Regions from separate parts of the Mus musculus genome. Here all the other regions are linked to region 1. A link is a contact called in public promoter capture Hi-C data. All regions are on one chromosome and are shown on one strand. Each heading gives the region's core, a stretch centred on a gene start, on an enhancer-like site or on the middle of the called end of the contact. The rest is flanking DNA. Distances are from core to core; before and after follow the strand shown. Region 1 holds the start of Neu3 (neuraminidase 3). Region 2 holds the start of Rrm1 (ribonucleotide reductase M1). Region 3 holds the start of Aqp11 (aquaporin 11). Region 4 holds the start of Rsf1os2 (remodeling and spacing factor 1, opposite strand 2). Region 5 holds the start of Aamdc (adipogenesis associated Mth938 domain containing). Region 6 holds the start of Kctd21 (potassium channel tetramerisation domain containing 21). Region 7 holds the start of Il18bp (interleukin 18 binding protein).

The links. Promoter capture Hi-C pulls out the DNA fragments that hold promoters and counts their contacts.
Region 2: a contact with region 1 is called in a promoter capture Hi-C map of pre-B cells, with 4 times the contacts expected there. The contact joins the promoter of Rrm1 here to the promoter of Neu3 in region 1. A contact is called at or near these places in 2 of 39 promoter capture datasets (neutrophils and pre-B cells).
Region 3: a promoter capture Hi-C map of liver shows a contact between it and region 1, with 2.9 times the contacts expected there. The contact joins the promoter of Aqp11 here to the promoter of Neu3 in region 1. A contact is called at or near these places in 2 of 39 promoter capture datasets (both in liver).
Region 4: a contact with region 1 is called in a promoter capture Hi-C map of liver, with 2.9 times the contacts expected there. The contact joins the promoter of Rsf1os2 here to the promoter of Neu3 in region 1. A contact is called at or near these places in 3 of 39 promoter capture datasets (cranial neural crest and liver).
Region 5: a promoter capture Hi-C map of liver shows a contact between it and region 1, with 3 times the contacts expected there. The contact joins the promoter of Aamdc here to the promoter of Neu3 in region 1. A contact is called at or near these places in 2 of 39 promoter capture datasets (liver and pre-B cells).
Region 6: a promoter capture Hi-C map of pre-B cells shows a contact between it and region 1, with 2.7 times the contacts expected there. The contact joins the promoter of Kctd21 here to the promoter of Neu3 in region 1. A contact is called at or near these places in 2 of 39 promoter capture datasets (cranial neural crest and pre-B cells).
Region 7: a promoter capture Hi-C map of liver shows a contact between it and region 1, with 4 times the contacts expected there. The contact joins the promoter of Il18bp here to the promoter of Neu3 in region 1. A contact is called at or near these places in 2 of 39 promoter capture datasets (both in liver).

Annotation. Positions count from the first base shown.
Region 1 is chr7:99,827,073-99,829,800 of GRCm38.p6, reverse strand. Neu3 (neuraminidase 3) reads left to right here and starts at 1,384. Exons shown (of 3, transcript NM_016720.2): 1 at 1,384-1,643.
Region 2 is chr7:102,440,322-102,443,021 of GRCm38.p6, reverse strand. Rrm1 (ribonucleotide reductase M1) reads right to left here and starts at 1,327. Exons shown (of 19, transcript NM_009103.3): 1 at 979-1,327; 2 at 1-35. The coding sequence starts at 997.
Region 3 is chr7:97,736,801-97,739,500 of GRCm38.p6, reverse strand. Aqp11 (aquaporin 11) reads left to right here and starts at 1,254. Exons shown (of 3, transcript NM_175105.3): 1 at 1,254-2,132. The coding sequence starts at 1,514.
Region 4 is chr7:97,695,023-97,697,722 of GRCm38.p6, reverse strand. It overlaps Rsf1os2 (remodeling and spacing factor 1, opposite strand 2), which reads left to right and starts at 1,256. Exons shown (of 3, transcript NR_154552.1): 1 at 1,256-1,611. It overlaps Clns1a (chloride channel, nucleotide-sensitive, 1A), which reads right to left and starts at 1,066. Exons shown (of 7, transcript NM_023671.2): 1 at 854-1,066. The coding sequence starts at 993.
Region 5 is chr7:97,578,126-97,580,852 of GRCm38.p6, reverse strand. It overlaps Aamdc (adipogenesis associated Mth938 domain containing), which reads left to right and starts at 1,356. Exons shown (of 5, transcript NM_001177945.1): 1 at 1,356-1,487. Rsf1 (remodeling and spacing factor 1) reads right to left here and starts at 957. Exons shown (of 16, transcript NM_001081267.2): 1 at 748-957. The coding sequence starts at 949.
Region 6 is chr7:97,331,020-97,333,719 of GRCm38.p6, reverse strand. Kctd21 (potassium channel tetramerisation domain containing 21) reads right to left here and starts at 1,397. Exons shown (of 2, transcript NM_001039039.3): 1 at 1,349-1,397. Usp35 (ubiquitin specific peptidase 35) reads left to right here and starts at 1,611. Exons shown (of 11, transcript NM_001177412.2): 1 at 1,611-1,883.
Region 7 is chr7:102,016,863-102,019,562 of GRCm38.p6, reverse strand. Il18bp (interleukin 18 binding protein) reads left to right here and starts at 1,331. Exons shown (of 7, transcript NM_010531.2): 1 at 1,331-1,453; 2 at 1,899-1,966; 3 at 2,212-2,276; 4 at 2,622-2,700. The coding sequence starts at 2,249. It overlaps Rnf121 (ring finger protein 121), which reads left to right. Exons shown (of 9, transcript NM_029211.3): 9 at 1-426.

The DNA.
Region 1 (2,728 bases), core at 135-2,634:
TATTTGCTCAGGCTCAGGGATTCAAACTCAGTAGGAGTCAATGTTTTTCCATCCTTTAAGTTAATATTCCATCTTTCCCTTCATCTTTTGACAAATTCCTTTATGTTTTACTTGGTTCCAACAAAAAAAATGAGTTTCAATTGTTTCTCTCCATGTGAGTTCTACTTCTGAGTATCAAGTTCACTTCAAAGAAAGAAGACCCCATATTCTTACACTGGAACTAGAGGAGGCAGCCATTTGGGAGAGAAACTCCTAACATGACTGGGATGAAATAAAAGGAAGTCACTTTGCTCCTTGGTGGACAGGGCCCTGCCCCCTGGCATCCTCACAGGCAGAGGAGGAATGGGGTCCGGCCGAATCGGCCCTGCTGTGCTGCTTTCTATCTTACTGTGGTTAGACCCACACTTGGGGGTGTGATTTCTTATATTATAAGGTGAAGGGTGCTATCATACATCTTACTATTATAAGTCAAATACAAGTCACTCCCCACAGGGTAATGCCACTATGCTAAATGTCCTAGTTCATTATGTTAACCTGGTACATAAGGAACCACTGTGAATTTTGATACCAATGTACTCCACATCTTGGTTTTTATGTTTGTTTGTTTGGGTTTTTGTTTTGGTCGTGACTTTTTCATTTTCTTTTTAGTCTCCTCTGGTAGCCTTGTTGACCTGATGGGTTTTGTTTGTTTGTTTGTTTCGGTTTGTTTTTTTGTTTGTTTGTTTGTTTGTGTTGTTGTTGTTTTTTTTTAACAGTCATTTTTAGCTTTCTTTGTCCCCACCCCTGGCTGATCTCTTAGATGCTGCAGTGTGTCAAGAGGGGCCTTTTCCTCTTTTGATTTTGGTAGGTGGGGAAGAATGGGATGGTCCTTGCGTGTGATTGTGAAACAAGAGAATGGATTCAGTACTTGGTGACAGATACATGTATGTAAATGTGTGTAGACAATATACAATAAGTTATCGAAGGTACAGGAGAGTGAACCTAGGACGTTGCACCTGCTAGGCGAGTGCTCTGCCACCTAACTGGTTTCTCGGCTCTGTTTATACTTTTTTTTAAAAATCTTGCGAGAAGGGCAATTGTTCAGGGTGGCCTTAAACTCATTTTGTAGTCCAGACAGATGAAATTTAACAGTCTCTACCACACTAGCAAAGTCCACAGCCCCGCACCACCAGGCCCTGATAAATATATACATTTTGGAACCTTTTGCAAGGAGAATGTCCAGTGCTTTGTGTGAAAACACCCCCTTCCACCTTTTATCTTTTTAGGAGTCCCCTCTGAGCCTCGGAACCTTTGTTCGACAATTAGACTGTCTAGGGAAGTTTTAGGCGGTGATACCTTCCACAGACCAATCGTTAAGGGCGTGGAGAAGCAAGCAGGGCGGGCACTGCGCGGTGAAGGGGCGTGGCCTGGCCGGGGAGGTTGACACCCAGACGCTGCTCTCAGTCCTCTGGCGCCTGCTCCCCAGCGCATTCCTTCTGCTCCTGGGATATTTGTCTCATTACTGCCAGTTCTTGCGCAGCGGTCACTGGGTTCGTTTCAGCGTCTGTGGTTTCTGTCGCTGTTATCCAGTCTCCATCGCCCCAGCTCAGCTTCAGGCCTTCTTCCGAGACTCCACGGGAGAGCCCAGAGAGCCTCCGGAGCCGGTGAGCTGGGGTGAGAGTCACCCGGAATTCGGCCGGGGACTGTGGGGACCTGCATCAGGAAGGAAGACTGAGTCAGCCAGAATCAGCTAGGACCATTCTACTTTTGCTTTCTTCCATCTAAAGCCAAACTTCAGCTGTAGTTTAGAACTGTGGGAACAAACCGAGACTGTGAAGTCTTCTTACTATAGAGGAGTTGTGGGCGACCAAAAAGGTTCCAAGGTGGAATGTTTTTGATACTAGATTTGCAACTGAGTGGTCTCCCCTAAGTTTTCCTCTTCAAACAAGGCTGACTTCAGAAGTCGTGCTAAACTGTACTCTCCCCAAGAAAGAGAATAGAGAGGACTTGGTTGGAAGGTGAGAGAGTATGGAACAGTAATTAATAATCAGAATTATCTGCTAAAGCAAACAACTCCAAAGCAGACCTGTACTAGATTCTTCTCAGCCCCTAGTTCTGAGCACATAGTTTGGGTGAATCCTTTAGGTGTGACCAGGCCACTGTGTTACCACTGTCATCATTATTATTAGAATAATCATAGTGAAAATTAATGACAATTTAATTGTTGAGGTGATGGCAGAACCAAAACTGAATTGTAAAAAGGTCAGCATTCACAATAATTAAAGACATCAATTTGTATAGTGCCTTAACGTTTATAAAGCATTTTTGAATGGTCCTGATAAGTACACATTACTAACCTTTAACAAATGAGAGCCAGTCATGGGGCCTGGCTCCTGTTAATCCAAGCACTCAGGAGGCTGGGGCATGAGAATCACAAGTTCAAGACCAGCCCAGGTGCTAAGAGGAGGTTGTAATTGATAGAATAATGCAGTGCTTAATGATGGGGCTTGGTACTGAGAACACAACAATGATGTGGTTTCATTGTGAGAACTTCATCAGTGTGTATGCACATCGTATGGCTCAGCTAGGCTGTATGGAGAATATATATATATATATATATATATATATATATATATATATATATATTCCATATATATGCCTATTGCGGCTGGAGCCATGATGAGTGAAACATGAAATGAAGTCAAACACAAGAAAAAATGGTGTCAAGAGATTCTGAAAGCATGGATTG
Region 2 (2,700 bases), core at 78-2,577, 2.6 Mb before region 1:
AATTTTGTCAAACATAACTCGCTCTTGGCGGCCATCTAAATAATCAAATCACAGTTAGCATTAGCAGTTATTAAGCGGGCAATACCAAAGAATCAAGTATATTCAGCTTTTAAAACTGTTTAAAACAATTAAGAGATTGTCTTTGGGGTCTGCAGAGACTGCTCAGTGGTTAATCATGTCTACTCGGATTAAGTCTTTGTCTATTTGGGTTAAAAGTCTTTGTCTATCGACCTATGATAGAGGAGGCAGCCCTCTGTGAGTTTGAGGCTAGACTGATCTACACAGAGTAAGTTCCAGGCCAGTCAGAGAAACCCTGTCCCAAGAACAAACAATGTAAAAAAAAAAAAAAAAAAAAAAACCTCCCCACAAAAATGCAGAGGCAGGAGAGATGATACTACACTCCCACCTCAGAAGAGACCAGAAAAATGACAGATGTTCAAAAAATGTGGTGTCCTGCCTTTTCTTTTTTTCCTTATTTCCTCCTACACCAGATCATCGACTCCGCGGTTCTTTTGTCTGTTATTTTGTTTAAGAAATGAGGAAAGACAGGCACAGGGCTATTATGAGCTATGGGTTTCAATTCTAACCTCACCAACTACTAGCTGGGGTGGAATGGGGGTGTTGGGGTGCTTTTTCGTGTCTTTGCAACCTCTTCTAAAAAAATGGAGCCAAAAGCAGCTACCTCTGAGGATGGCGGCAAGGAATAACAGTGCTCGGGAACAATCTCAGACAGGGTTGGAGGGAGTCTGGAAGGGAGCACAAAGTCAAAGTCAAAGGGAACACACAAAGGTCAAGAGAATGGGGACAGACTGAGCAGACACAGGCCCAGCTGACAGACAGGGCGGGAAGCGCGGCGGGAAGCGCGGGAAGCGGCGAGGCGCCGCGGGTCGGGCGGGTCGGGCGGGCCGGCGATAGTGACCGCTGGGCTCTCCGCAGCCGGGTCCCCTCTCCTCCTCCCCATCCCCACGGACCCCTCACCTCGCTTGATCACATGCATCGCCGCTAGAAGCTGAAGTGCTGAGAGGTTCGAGACCAGTTAGCAGCTCCGAGGCGAAGAAGGGACAGAGACGACTGTCAGATGTGAAGGGTTGGACTCCGAGAGGCTGCTCGGACGGAGGGATGGAAGCTGCGCGATAGACAGCACTTTCCTCACCAGAGCAGACTAACCGAATTACGAACTCCTTCCCGCTCCCGCCACCCGTGACGTGCAGAGCAACGCGACGGACGGAATTCGAATGACGTTCTTGACGTTTCAACGCCGGGAGTTGAATGGGCGGAAACTGAGCAGTAGACAGACAGCACACGAGTCCCTTGGCCGCCATATTGAGTGTGGGCAAAGCCCGGGAGACTGCGCTCCTTTCCACCACATTGGGTGAAAGCGGACCTGGCGGGAACGAGTTCTCCTGCCGCCATATTGGGTGTGGGCAAGCAAATCTCCCGAGTATTTTTATTTCATAACAAAAAAGTAACCAACCAGATATCCAGAACACCTTTTTCCTTTTTCCTTCTTCCTCCTCCCTTCCCCCTTCCCTACCCCTCTGACTTTTTTTTTTTTTTTTTTGCTATTTTACATTATGGACATTATGGAAACACCAAGATTTTGTTCTGGTTTGCACTAAAGCCTACAACCCGCAAATAAGAAGCAGATAGGAAGCCCGGGGCTCGTAGGTCTACACTCCTCAGTTAAAGAGTGGGGCTAGACCAAAGGTGTTTGAATTTCAGCCTTACAGAAATAGGGGTACTGTGAAACTCTTATGAAGGCCCACAGTCCATTTGCTTTTACAGTTTTGTGGATGGTAGTAGAGATAGGATCAGCAATAAGATAGTCGTCGCCACATTAATACGTGAAAACAGCCAGACATTATGCAGAGACCAAGACATCTGCGAATACTCAGTCCTAAGGGACTTCTCCATCAAATCCCTCCCCAAATGACTCAGGGGGCCCCATAGAAAAGGAGGAAGAAAGAGTGTAAGAACCTAGGGGGATGGAGGACACCGAAGAATCAAGGCCCTCTATGCTCTTATAAACTCTTGAGACTAAGGCAGCATGCCCAGGGCCTGCCTGCCTTCCAGTTTACTAGTGTTTTTTATGGGATTTTATAGTGTTCGCCTGAGTGTGCGAACAAGTGTATCTCTGATTCTTGTTCCTTCTCATGCATTCTGTCCTTCTGTTGGTTCTGTTCAACACTGATGTGCTAGTTTTCTTTCTTTTTTTTTTTTTCTTTTTTCTTTTCTTCCCTTGGAAGCCTGTTTGTTTTCTAACGAGAGACAAAACGGGGCAGGACCCAGATGGGGAGGAACTGGAAGGAGAGAAGGGAAAACATAATCAGGATATGTTATGTGAGGCGAAAAAAAAAATCCATTTTCAATAAAATGGGGGGAAAGGCTAGGTGAAAAAAAGAAAGAATAGTTAAAGTCGTACTTTAAACCTATTCAAGACAAGTATAAAAACTAATTTCGGTCATAAAACTGATCTTCATAAAATAATGTATGTGGCATTCTTTCGCTAAAACCTATCATTTGCTTCTTACACCCTCCAGAAGGGGTCCATCTCCACCCACAACTGACACATCATAGGAAATCCTACATGAAGCTAGAGGACCAGGGCTATCCAGGGGGAAAATATGATATGGAAACACAATTGATATTCAGATGTTAGGGGAATATAATATCATTTGCTAGAAATGGAGCTGGAGATCA
Region 3 (2,700 bases), core at 5-2,504, 2.1 Mb after region 1:
AATATTCCCTTTTTCCCCCCTTCCCTTTTGCTCCGGCCCCGCTCGCACTGGACCATAGGTTTTTTATTTGTTTTTCATTAAGGATGGTTGTGAGCCACCATGTGGTTGCTGGGATTTGAACTCACGACCTCCGGAAAAGCAGTCAGTGTTCTTAACCGCTGAGCCATCTCACCAGCACCTATTTTAATATTCTTATTTGGGATATCTATAAGGCAAACTTCACAATAGATGTTAACTGTGCTGGAATACTTGACTCTCAGCTGGTGCAAGACTTCAGCTCCAGGCTAGCTTCCTTTCCATGGCCCCTCAAACTCCCTTCTTTCCATCCTGCCTCAGGTTGTCCCAGGATTCTGGGAAGCCAACCAATCCAAGGGTTTCCTTCCCACACTGGATGCCAATGAGAACAAGCAAACAATGTTTTCTTAGTATTTTAATATCTCATGATGAAGATAACATAAACATTATAAACTTTGAGGACTTCATGCCTAAACCACCACCTGCAGGCAAGGTGCTTCCAGCAGGTAAAGGTGCCCAATTGAGGACTTGAGTTTGATCCCTGGGACCCACCTTGTGGAACACATGAGATTGGGCACAGCGACCCCCGTATGTATGTATGTATGTATGTATGTATGTATGTATATACATACATATATATATATGTGTGTGTGTGTGTGTGTATGCACATATATAAACATAAATAAGACAATTAGATAATTAAGCAAATGCATTCGATAAAAAATAAAACACAACATCCAAAGTTTGGAAATAGTGGCGATAGCTAGATAAAGTGTGAATATAATTAACGTCAATTTTACACATAAATGGATATATATATTTTCCCCCACACTTACGAAAAAAGTTCGAGTGTGGGTGAAGAAAACCAAAGCTCTAACACCTTGTCAAACCAGTCAAACCTCGGTTCTCACGCCCACTCCCAGTTGACCACAGCTCCTTCCCTGAGGGTCACCTCCTCGCTCCTCAACCTCAGTCTCTCCATTAGTAAAAACGGGGTGGCTGCAAAGATGACCTCTGGGGCTCCGTGGAGTACAGTTTCCGGAGTGTGCAAAGATCAAGGCAGAGTTCCCAAGCCACGCTCCGATCGCCACATGCTCTAGCACCAGCGTGGTGCGGTCTTAGGCTCGGGGTCCGGCGCTGAGAGCCCAGAGCTCGGGCGCCACGCGCGTGCGCAGTGGTCTCGGGGCCCTGGCCCTGTGCTGAGGGAGGCGGCGGAAGGCGGGTGCGCGTGGGGCTCTACAGACCGTTGTCCCCTCCGCCAGTGCCCAGGGACAGCTCCCTCGCCGCCTCCTTTCCCCCGCCCTCCCCCCCTCCCCGGCTCAGGTCACATCTGCACAGCGCAGCCGGGGAGGGGAGGAGCCCTCCAGCGCGGAACCCGGGCTCTCCACTCGGCCCGCCCCTGAGGGGCGTGGGAGGGCGGGGCGGCGGACTTCGGACTCCAGCCCCCGACGCTCCTCTGTCCCTGCCGCCCTCAGCCATCCCCAGCGGTGAGGGAGCCATGTCCGCGCTACTGGGGCTCCGGCCCGAGGTGCAGGACACCTGCATCTCGCTGGGGCTAATGCTGCTGTTCGTGCTGTTCGTGGGGCTGGCCCGCGTGATCGCCCGGCAACAGCTACACAGGCCCGTGGTCCACGCCTTCGTCCTGGAGTTTCTAGCTACCTTCCAGCTCTGCTGCTGCACCCACGAGCTCCAAGTGCTGAGCGAGCAGGACTCTGCGCACCCCACCTGGACTCTGACACTGATCTACTTCTTTTCCTTGGTGCATGGCCTGACCCTGGTGGGCACAGCTAGCAACCCGTGCGGCGTGATGATGCAGATGATTCTGGGGGGTATGTCCCCCGAAATGGGTGCCGTGAGGTTGTTGGCTCAGCTGGTTAGCGCCCTGTGCAGCAGGTACTGCATAAGCGCCCTGTGGAGCCTGAGTCTGACCAAGTACCATTACGACGAAAGGATCTTAGCTTGCAGGAATCCCATCCACACCGACATGTCCAAAGCGATCATCATAGAGGCCATCTGCTCCTTTATTTTCCACAGCGCTCTACTGCACTTCCAGGAGGTCCGAACCAAGCTTCGCATCCACCTGCTGGCTGCACTCATCACCTTTTTGGCCTATGCAGGTTTGTTATTCCTACCAAACACTTGGCAGTCCGGAGCCTCTATGACCAGAGGTTCTAAGTTCTTTACCGATACATTTGAGCACCCCCTGCACCCTACCCTGGGCCACTTATTATTCTAACCACCTTGCAGCCTAGCAGTTGGAGCCAACATACAGATCTTCATTCATTGCTGTTTTGAACACCCAGAGAAAGCAGACACTCCGGTGCCGAAACTAAGATCGTGGCAGATTACTGCCAAAGGCTTAAATAGCCCACAAAGGGATTGTTTTAATGTTAGAAAGGCAGCTTATCAGTTACGGCTCTCATGCCAAGGTGGTATAGATTGCTTCTGACACTCTTACTGAGAAACGATCCGGTCAAAAAGTTCCTTCGAGCTTAAAGTGCACGATAGGTCAGTAGTTGACCGCGAGGAGAAGCAGTTCTGTAGCTGCATTCACGTCCTACTTTTTTCCTACAAATTACTTGTCATATTCCTTATGTGGAGTTGCACGTGGACTTTTAAGTAGACTCCCATGAAAGGTGTGTTTCAAGTTTAAACTGTTCTTGTTTTGTTTTTACGAGACAGGGT
Region 4 (2,700 bases), core at 7-2,506, 2.1 Mb after region 1:
TAGGCATAATCTTGGTCCCCAAGAGATTTGTTTTCCAGTGCCATGAAAGAAGGGACTTTGAATGTAATTAAGATTACTAATCTACTGATGGTGAAATAAACGAGATAGCCTGGATTTTCTAGGCAGGAGCAATGTTATAACTCGAGCTCTTAAAAGCAGAGGATTTCCTTTGTGGCCAACAAATAGAATATAGCAAAAGGTAAACCAGAGACTCTGAAAGACAGGAAAGAATGAGAAGAGAAAGAAAGAATGAAAGAAAGAGGGGGGAAAGGAGGGAGGAAGGGAAAGGAAAGAAATGGGGAGGGAGGGCGGGTGAACAGGAAGGTATGGGGTGGGGGTAGGAGGGTATGAGCGTGTATGTAGTGTGTATTTTAGTGGCATGTCTATGTTATTGTGAAAGTACTGAATCCTGCAGGTAGTGAAATAGAAGAATTCCTTCCAGGACCTGCACATCCAGGAGTCGGGTTCGGCTGGTTGTGACTCCGCCCTGCGTGGGCCTGAAGATGGTCCTTCCCCCCAGCCCCCACAAACACACACACTTGAAGCAGAACATCCCAGCTCATTAACCAAACGTCGTAACCCGTCACAATCTGAGCTACATATTCCACGCAGGGAAATCGTCTAGTTGACACGACCATTCCGAAAGCTAGGCCCACGGAAAAACTAACCGAGGCTCTGCAGACTCAAAACTCAACGTGACCACGCGCCAGGCTTGCAGGAGACAGGCCGGTTCGCACAGGTCGTTAGGGAGAAACGCGGGCTAGGGGACAGAACCAGCCGAGCTCGGGAGGGGACAATCCCACCCTGCCCGCACAATAGCGCCGGCCGGCTGGTCGGCGCCCCCCAACCTTACCTCTCCGCGATGTAAAGCGTGCCGGTGCCGAGCCCCTTCCCGTTCAGCACAGCCTCGGTGTCTGGCTGCTGCAGCCGGAGCCCGTCGGCCGACCCAGGCGGCGGGAAGCTTTTGAGGAAGCTCATTGCCGGGGAAAGCATCGCTCCACGCGAACCGAGAGAGGCGAGTACCGCAATCGCGGCTCGCACGGAGCTGCCCCGGAAGCAGTAGTCGTAGCCCGGAAGAACAACTTTCTCAGCGAGGGCCTTAGCATGCGGTTGACCATAGAGACGGGATGTTCTAGGCAACTCAGAGGTCCGCAGCGAGCCGGCTGGCTTTTGTCACGTGGCATCGGTTCCCCTTTCCCGCTCCTCTAAGGATGCTTAGAATAATCGAGTGTTTTCTATGTGGTTCTCTTTGAAGGTCATAGGAGCAAACCCCGAGAGAGGATGTATAAGGAATACCAAGCCTTTCCCAACAAAAAGCGGGAAGGGACCCAGGCCCCAGGAGTCCCTCGCCGAAGGAGGACTCACAGAAATAAAATCCACACGCATCTGGAGATCCCAAGTCTCCCGGCTGGGTGCACGAGTCTACCCTGCTTCCGCCTCGTCAGGCCTGTTCTCCTTGGGTTCACACAGCCATTTACCAGACCTCTTAGTCCCCACGTCGCCGGAGAGATCGAGCGCCCCATCCCCACGAGTCATGCCACGAGCACGAAAAGGTTACATTAATGATGGACAGTGCGCAGCAAGACAGTCAAAAGACTGCCCGAGGGAAAGGTAGGCCACTGGTTAGGAACCCTTGCCTTCCCTGTTCGCTAGGTCCCAGTGAATAAGAGCAGTGAAAACCTACAGGTTTGGTGAATAGAAACCCATAACAGAGACCTATAGACCACACAGCATACGGACTTTACCTCTTATATTTCTTCATGGATTCCTTCGTGGTTTTTGAGACAGGGCTTCTTTAAGTATCCCAGGCTGGCTTCCAATACATAATCGATTTGCACCGAACTCCAGTTTACTGGTACTACTATGAGCACCCATCACCACACTTGCTCAATTAATTTTTTTCTTTATGATACACAATATGAACACATTTTCTATTACCCACTTTAACAGATGGGACCTGAGGCATTAAACTCACAAGCTAGAGTTGGTGGATGGAATTCAGTCAGTTGACCTCTAGACTCCACTTTTTTTGGCTGTAGAATTGTAATATCTATGGGGCTAAGGCTGTTTAGGTTGGATAACATACATGGAGGATGTGATAGCAGTTTTATCTTTCTTTCTCTTCTTCCTCCTTTTTTCCCTTTGGATTCTTTTCAACAGAGGAATCTAAAGATTTTTTTCCTCACATATATGTATATACCTACCTACATACAGTCAGGTGTGAGCCACCCTGCCTGGGCGCAGTGACCCTATCTGCAAAGGCATTAGGCAGTCTCACAAGCTGACCCATGTCTCCAGTCAGTTCCAAGTGTTACGTTTTAAAATTTAGTTTGTTGTTAGTGAGACTAGGAGGCAGGTCCCCTGAACAGGAATGAGAAGGTGGGAGTGGAGTAAGGGAGGGGATGAGAAAAGATTCTAGAACTCTCTGAAGGTTAAAATCCTCGTCATGTGGATATAGATTGAGAGGAAGAATTTGTGACGATGAAGACAAGAATAGACAAAGAAGAGAGGTTAAATATCGTTTCTAAATTTCCAGTTTAAAACGTTGAGTAGGTGTGCTTTCTAAGTGGTAGATTTCAGAAAGAGGTTTTCAAGGTAGGTTCCAAGGGTAGCAGATAGAGTTCTTGCTGGATTAGCTTGGGTTGAATCCCCAGTACTTAAAAAGAGTAGCCTATGAGTCTGATTGGAGAAATGGTTAAT
Region 5 (2,727 bases), core at 107-2,606, 2.2 Mb after region 1:
AAGTGGAGAGATGCTTTTCTATTATTTTGGGGGAGGTGGTGAGGAGAAAAACTATGGAGGAGGAGATATTAACCCTCTCCTACCCAGAGCGGAGAAGCTGGGCCGAGTTCATTTCCCCTTCCTACGCGAGAATAGGGGGGAAGCCCCCTCTCTGGTCATAGACTCAGATCTCCCAAGGAGGAAGGAGTTTGGGGGGCTAGACCAGCCCTCCAGGGGACGGGAAAAGGCAGGAGCCGACTCTCTCGGGGGAGTTCCCACCACCGGGAGAGCGGAGTGTCCGCGGGCCCCCGCCCACTCAGGTGGAGTGAGCAGAGGGGGCGCCGAGAGAAGATGGGCCCAGCCTCCCGGGAGACGGTGGGGCGGATTGGTGGGAGGAGGGGAAGAGAAAAGCGCAAAGCTGGCCGGAACCTGCGCTCCCCTTCCCCCGCCACCTAAAGGGGTAAGAACTGGAGGCAACACCGGCGCGGGGGACCCGGCCCCAGAGCGTCAGGCCGGCACAATACCCCCTCCTGGGCCCTAGCCCACACCCGGTCCGCGACGCCCCCACCTCCGTCCCCGCGGGGCACGGTGGCCCTAGGGGGCCTCCGCCCCGCCTCCCCAGCACCCAGGAACCCCCGGGCTACGAGGAGTAGGGACTCCGCGGAGGCCAATCCCTGGCGAGGGACGGCCGCAGAGCCCCAGGGTATCTATGGAGAGCTAAAGCGCGCCAGGGCCGCTTCCCGCCGGGCTTTCGGGCCGATCGCTTACCTTCTCCGTTGCCGATGTCTGGCGGCGGCGCCTGCAGCACCCGCTCCAGCTCTGGGAACGGCAACTCGGGCAGGTCCAGCAGCGGCCCGTAGCGTTCCAAGAAGGAGCAGACTACGGCGAAGTTGGGGCACGAACCCGGGCAGCCCGGAGGAGCCATCGCCGCTGCCGCTGCCGCCGCCGCCGCCGCCGCCGCCGCCGCCATTTTGAACTGGAGGATGGAGGAGGAGGGGATGGGGGGGCGGGAGGAGTTGGGGGGACCGAGGGATGGCAGGGTAGCTTTACGGACGACAGGAGGCGCTCTCGAGTGGACGCCCCTGCGGCGGCGAGCGTCTCGCGCCAGGCGCCGCGATCCCACAATACCACGCCGGCCCGGAGCAGTCGAGAACTGAGTTAGATCGGGGACAGAGAGGCACTCTGGGCCCTTCACTTTCCGCCCTCTTCCCGTCCCCTTCCCTCTACGACTTCAAGGCTCCGACTTCTTCCCTCCCACTTCGGGGTCGCTACTGCCTCGTGTGACAGGGGGAATGAAAACAAGGGAAGCGGGGCGGAGAGGTTGGGGGCGGGACTTTCTAAGAACGATAGCCAATGGGGGGAGGGGGCGGAGCTTCGGGTGTGGGCCGGCTGAAGGCGAATTCCAGGCCTGGTGGCTGAACCGCTGTGGCTCAGAGTCCCTCGGCTAGCTGCAGGGAAAGGTGAAGCACGGATCCGACTGGAGGAACAACCGCGAACAGAAGCGCTGCGTGAGTTTTCTGCGGGATCTGGGAACGGAGACGACCAAGAGAGAGAGACAGAGAGGGAGTTGAAGAGAGACACCAAGATGCAGCAAAAGAGAATGGCAGGGAGGAGAGAGGTTAGGAGAAGGAAAGGTGCGGTTGTGGCTTGGCGCGGGACCCTGGAGAGAAGTCTCAGAAAGTTTGCTGAGGGGTGTTGCCCTCTCCTGAGTGTTGTGTGACCAAACTTTTCCTGGGGGGACGGTAAACACATCTCACCCCAGACAGAGCTCCCACCGACAGACCGAAGTACAGATAACACCAAAGTCCAACTTGGCGAACCAATGCGTTTTATTTTAACAGGAGCATGGATAAGGGGTCACTTACAGGAGCAGGAATGACTCAGAGACAGCTGCGACCCCAGGGCCCACCCCAGCATGGGTGACAGATTATAAAAACTGCACAGCCTGCAGGCAGCTCACTGCGTTGGCATGTCCTTTCCAAGTGACTCTGGTCTGAACCTCTTCCAGGCAGCTCAGCTGGCTTCTGCTCCTCCCAGGCAGCTGGTCCCATCTCAGAGTCTTCTTTGCAGTGCAGCTTGTCTGAGAGGCTTTTTTTTTTTTTTTTTCAGCTCAACTTCCTTTAGTTTGAGAGAGACGATCACCTTTTACTGTTTGCTCTGACAGAGAGAGACCTAATGAATCTGGTTAGTTTCAGGGACTTCCTGAAGCTGTTTTGAGTTGTTTTACTGTCCTGTTTAAAGAGCTTCCTTGCCAGATGGAACCGGTGGACCAGGGCCTAAGGTACTCTGTGGATCACTAATGAGGAATTGCCTCTGCTGGGTGACCAAATCTGAGGAACCACTCTCTACTCGGGAACTAAGATGCTAAGAAGACTCTGGGCTCAGCTCAGGCTCTAAGTTGGCCAAGGTCTAGAGGGTGAGCTAGGATTCTACTTAGAAAGCTGGGAGTTCGCTGCACAGCAGTAAGCTTGTTAGGAAGCAGAGTTCTACTCCATTCCAGAGTTGGTTGTAGCATTCTCTCAGAAAGAATCCCAGAATGGGGAAAGTCATCAACAATGGAAAATAAATAGAACCTGCAGCTTAGGAAGCAGTATACTGTATGCTTAGGAGCAGGAAGTAAGTTTGAGTTGAACCAGACTTGAGTCCTATCCCTAATTACTTTATAACCTTCCGAAGTTTCTTTGTTACTTTGAACTTTAGTAAAGTGAATAATAATATCTACAGCATGGATAGTTCACAGTAAAGTGG
Region 6 (2,700 bases), core at 148-2,647, 2.5 Mb after region 1:
GACTGCCGATCACCTAGCAGCTTCCCAGCCTTACCCAGGGTGATCTCCAGGATAGGGCTTTGGCCCAGAGCTCTGCAGACTTCCCCTTCATCCTTTCACACCCAACAGCTGACGGCCACCTTGCCCTGTCCTATCTCTGAGAGGCCTACAGGCTGCTCCCCTCAGTTCACACAAGGGGCACTGGGATTTGTGCCCATCAGGGCGGGGTGGGGGTGGGCTGGAAGAAGAGACCACCCAACCTGAGGCATTTCCTTGCTTGCACAGAAATGCTTTGTTGAAGATGGTCCCAACACCATCCCTCAACCGCAGGCAGAACTTTCCCTAGCCACCCTGGCTCATCTTGTGGTTTTCCTCAGGCACCCACACCTCCTTTCAGCTTTCTCTTCCTGTGGCCTTCCCACTCCTCCCAACAGTGATAACTGTAAACAAAGGGCTTTCAAATAGCTCCAGCCTGAAGACACCATAGAAGGGTTGCCTTGTAGCTGGGCATTGAAAGTGCTAGGGCACAGGTCCTGGAGCACAACTTTGGATGGGTGGGGCATTGGATTGCCTTGTAGCTGGGCATTGAAAGTGCTAGGGCACAGGTCCTGGAGCACAACTTTGGATGGGTGGGGCATTGGGTTGCCTTGTAGCTGGGCATTGAAAGTGCTAGGGCACAGGTCCTGGAGCACAACTTTGGATGGGTGGGGCATCACAATGCTTGCTTCTTTCCTGTCACCCCAGACCAAACCTCTGTTTCCCCTGTGGGCAGAGAAAGGCAGGGTCTTTGAAGGCTTTTGGGGGCAAGTCACTTATCAGGTGTGTTGCTCAACTGGAAACAGTTATCACGGTGAGGCCTTGGCGGGATGTGAGTAGAATGAGTATGTGTGTGACGCACTGAGCTCCAGGGATGGGCTCTTTATTTCTAGTCACATGGAAAGAATGGTGCTGTGTACATCCACACGCCCTGGGTTCACTAGAGCTGGGAGGGGTCCCTGTCATCCCTGTGGTCCGCCTCGCGCTCGCCCACCTAACCCAGCACCCACTCCTCAGCTCTGGAACCGGTCCCTTCTGATCAAACAAGAGGTCCCCTTCTCACCTAGAGACTCGGCTCCTCTTCCTAACCCACCAAAGGCTCCTCCCACAGCGCATCCCTTTCTCCAGCCCCGCCCCTCAGGTGGTTCGGTCTACCCCCTCACCCCGAAACGCGCCCCTCCCCCGCGGCCACGGGCGGGGCTACCCCATTTCACAGATGAGAACAGCGAGGCTGCGACAGATGACCTTTCACGGCAGGACAGGTGCCCGGAAAGACATGTATGCGTCCGCTGGGTCCAGAGCCCTCCCCGAAACCCCTGCGCACCGCACCCACCTCCTGCCCTCGCTCGGCAGCCTCCCCTCCAGCCAGCGCAGCTTCGCTAGGGGGTGGGCCGGGCTGGGGCAGGGGCGGGTCGTCCCGGGCCGCGCGCTGGCCGCCGGGACTTGTAGTCCCCTCTGCGTTCCTTCCTGTGCCGCGTGCCGGGCCCGGACTCCACCTCCCAGGAGGCTACGCGGAGAGCCAGCCCCCTACTGGCCCGCCCCGCCGGCACTGGGACCAGCTGGCCTTAAAGGGGACGCGGCCCGACTGGGAGCTCGCAGGGTAACCCCCGCTGTGGCTCCGCCCCGTTTCCCCGCACCTCACCCCTCTCCCAGTTCCGTCCCGCAGCTCTGAGACCGCGCAGTTGCACTGCCCAGGTCCATCTAGGGTTGTGCGGAGCGGGGTGGGTGGAGTTGGACATCACAAAGTAGCAGCAGCATCCCTGCGGTCTGGGACCCCTCGGTAGGGGAGCGGAGGACCCGCCCTGACCTCGACTGGCCCAGCCTAGTCTAGTCCGGCCCATGCGCCCCGCCCAGGAGTGGGTTCTAAGGTAAGGCCCTCTGAAGTCTAGGAGTTAAGGGGGCTTTGGGTGTTTGAGTGCTCATGTCGGGGGGCGGGGGCAGTGTCTGCACTCTTGACATTTCGAGTGCTCCTTACTTATCTTTAGGACTCTGAGAGCACGAGATTGGAAGGTGGGGGATCTAGGTGCTTCTGGGCCTTTGCTGTGTGACCTTGGCCTTCTAACTGCCCCTCTCTGAGCCTTAACCATCTCCTTCATCAACTGAGTAGTTCCAGCTTCTGTACCTCTCAGTCCTGAGAGCAGCCACAACTAGAACCATGACGCCTGGCAATCTTTTTGCGGAGAACCCCCAGTCTGGGCTAAACAGGCGTAAGGAAGGAAGAGAGGGGGCCCAACTGGAGTAGACACTGAGGATCCAGAGGCAGTCTGATCATCTTTGTCCTGGAGTCCGGGGGCCTTGACATCGCTTGCAGATTGCAGAACTGAAGCTTAAGCGCCTGTCCTCCCTCAGAGAAAGTCTGGGCTGGGAGTGGGGGCTGGGTTAGCAGAGGTTAGTGAGTGGTGGCTCTGTAATCAGGGGCGAGTGTGGACAGTCCCAGAGGGGACTTCTCTTCATCTTCTCTTCCATCTCTCTAATTCCTCTTCAGTAACAGGGTTGTTCTTGCCTGTCACTAGCAAAGCCCTCACTCCTGTCTTTCCAGGACCCAGCCTGGGGCTGGTCGAGGCCTCCTAGGGGGAAGGGTGCCATGCTAGGGTTGCCTTGGTAAGACACTGAGTTAAAACACATTCTGCTGCCAAGAGACCCGAGTGAACCCTGGCGTCCATAGGAGTCAGGGTGTGGGGGCAT
Region 7 (2,700 bases), core at 82-2,581, 2.2 Mb before region 1:
CACATCACTTCCTTCCTGAAAGCCTAAGAGTGTGTATGTTTGTGTATGCACAGAGCAGACAGACTAATGGATCTCTGTTTTCTGCCAGTCATCAGTGTGCCCTTGAAGCTAAGAGGGGATTCCAGCCCAGGAAACGTCCCTAGGTAGGCTTGGTCATTTGTGGGTTTTTCCCAGGCCTGACGTTAAGAATGGTGAGTGCATAGGCAGAATGAGGCCTGAATAAAGATGGGCTCTGAAAGGGGACTTCTGAGCAGGCCTAACTGTAGTCCTGGAAGTCTGAAGAAAGGGGGAGGGCATCATGGGTCAGCAGCACTGGGTGTCTAGAGAAATTTGGCCTGGCCCATTTGAAGGCAACAAGAACCAAACAGGATCTTGTCATCACATCTGAATAAAGCTCCATGAGCTGGCTGCAAAGCTGGACACGCATTTGCCTTTTTTTTTTTGCCACCTCTTTCCCGGGCCCCCTGGGGTATCTTGGCTTCTTGCATCCCACCTGAGAGCCGGAACCTGGAGCCATTGGTCCTGCCTTCTCACCCATCCTCCCTCTGTGAGAGTGTGTGTGTGTGTGTGTGTGTCTCCTGTCCTACGGCATCAGGGGCCCTGAGGCCTTCACCCCCAGTCTGAGACTAGTACCCTGATACCCCCACAACTCAGCCTGTTCTCTTACTCAGCTGTGGCTTCCTTTTTCCCTCCATCCTCAGAGGAATGAGAGCTGAGCAGAAGGCCAAGAGACAGGCTACTCTTCCTTTGGTATTTGTCCTCCCCTCTCCCTAAGGTGAAGGCTACGTCTATGTTTTACCTTTAGTCTTGTAAGGTACAGTGCAGTTCCTCGTCCTGCACCCCTACCCAAACCCCAGTGGAATGAGAAATCCCCCAATGGCTGTGTGTGGATGCACAACTTCTGGACCTAACTCCTAGAGATCCTGGATTCTGAGGGAGTTTTGCCCTGAATTCAGCAACCTAGGTGGTAGAGGGTAGGTGGACTGCTCAAAAGAAATGTGACTGTGCCACATAGAAGACAGCTTTTAGCCTCCTGCATCTGAACCAGGTATGAATCTATTCCCACAGGTCCTTCCAACCTGCTCCATCCCACTTGTCACCAGTTCTACCCTCTGGTGACAGAATCACAGACCTAAGAGCACAGCACTTTGCCCCAAGTGTGCGCATTGGTCGTTCTGCCCCAAGAGGTTCTGGCACATGCAGGGAGCATGGCTTCAGGGTTTTGTTTGATTCTAATTTTGTTCTTTCCAAGTACCAGTCTCTGAGCTACTGGAGCCAGTGTTGCGGAAGTGCCTTCCTGGCTATTTGGGGTCAGCTCTCGCTTGGCTGGGAGTTTTGTACACGAGCCAGGCAGGGAAGTTGCTCCTTCCTGTGGTGAGATTTTCTTGGGGCCAGGCAGCTATCCTGGCTGAGCCTTAGAGCTCCAAGAAGCTATTCGGGGCTTAGGAGCCAGGTAGGAAGATCTAAATTTACTGAAAACGAACCTGTACAAGTGGCTGTGGCTGTGTGTGAAGGCTGGTGTTAAGTGATACACCTGACCTTGGGGTGAGGGATGGGAGTGGGGGAGCTTGAGAGAAACTACGATATTAATGGGCCAGTGAGGCACTGAATGTAAAAAGGTCAGTGGTTCAATTTGGGGTTCCCAGTACTAATAAATACTGCCTCCTTGGAGTTTGTTCTGGAGAAAGGAAAGTTGGCTGTGAAGGGTGGAAGGGGCAAGACAGGTACAGACCTGTGAGAGACTCATCTTTCTCACCCCTTCGCTAACCTTAGAGAGAGGGGTGAGGTAGATAGAGGATTCCTGTGAGTTTGGAGAGGGGCCCATTCGGAACAGCCTGCTTTCGATTGGGATTCCTAGCTAAGAAAGTGAAAGTGAAAATAGGTGCTCGATTTCCTAGAAGCTGACTGCTGCCTGCCCTTCCCAGAAGGAGGCTGGCAAGCTGGCAAACGGACTGTTGCTTCCCAGGTAAGTCCCTGGCTTTTAGTACTTTCTCTCCTTCCTAAGGGGGTATAAGTTATATAAGTGCTGTTTGGAGCTGGTATGAGAGAAAATTGTTACTATTAACACCAGCAGTGCCTTAAGTGTGGATAGCCCAGCTGGTGGCTACAGGTCTGCCCTCTAAACTACCAGCTCAAATGGGTGTCAGTAACACTGCCTGAGGGAAAGAACACAGATGTAGGGCTAGCTGACTTTTACTTATTTTTTTCCAGAGGAAGTCACAGACACCAGACTTGCTTGCAAGTCATCATGACCATGAGACACTGCTGGACAGCAGGTGGGACATTAGGCTTTGTGGCTCTTAAAGGAATGGAGCTATGTGGCTAACTCTGCTACCCAACACCCCCCACCCCAAGGAAGTTCCATCCAATTCTTCCATTGCTGTAAGCGCCTATGTAGCTACTTTGGTTCTGGCTCCATTTCAAGGCTCCTTTGCACTACATTCAGCAGAGCCGAGGGGTGGGGGCTAAACGGTCTCCACCCACTCAGGTTCCTGGTGAGAACCTAGGAGTATCTGGGTCGAGGTCTGTTCCTACCCAGGTAGCAGCTTGTCCCCAACTAAGATGGGTGCTAGAAAGCTGAGCTTCAGTTTTATTTACAGCTGTAACTGTTTGTTCCTCAGGCCCCAGTTCTTGGTGGGTCCTGCTTTTGTATGTCCATGTCATTTTGGCCAGAGCCACATCTGCACCTCAGACAACTGC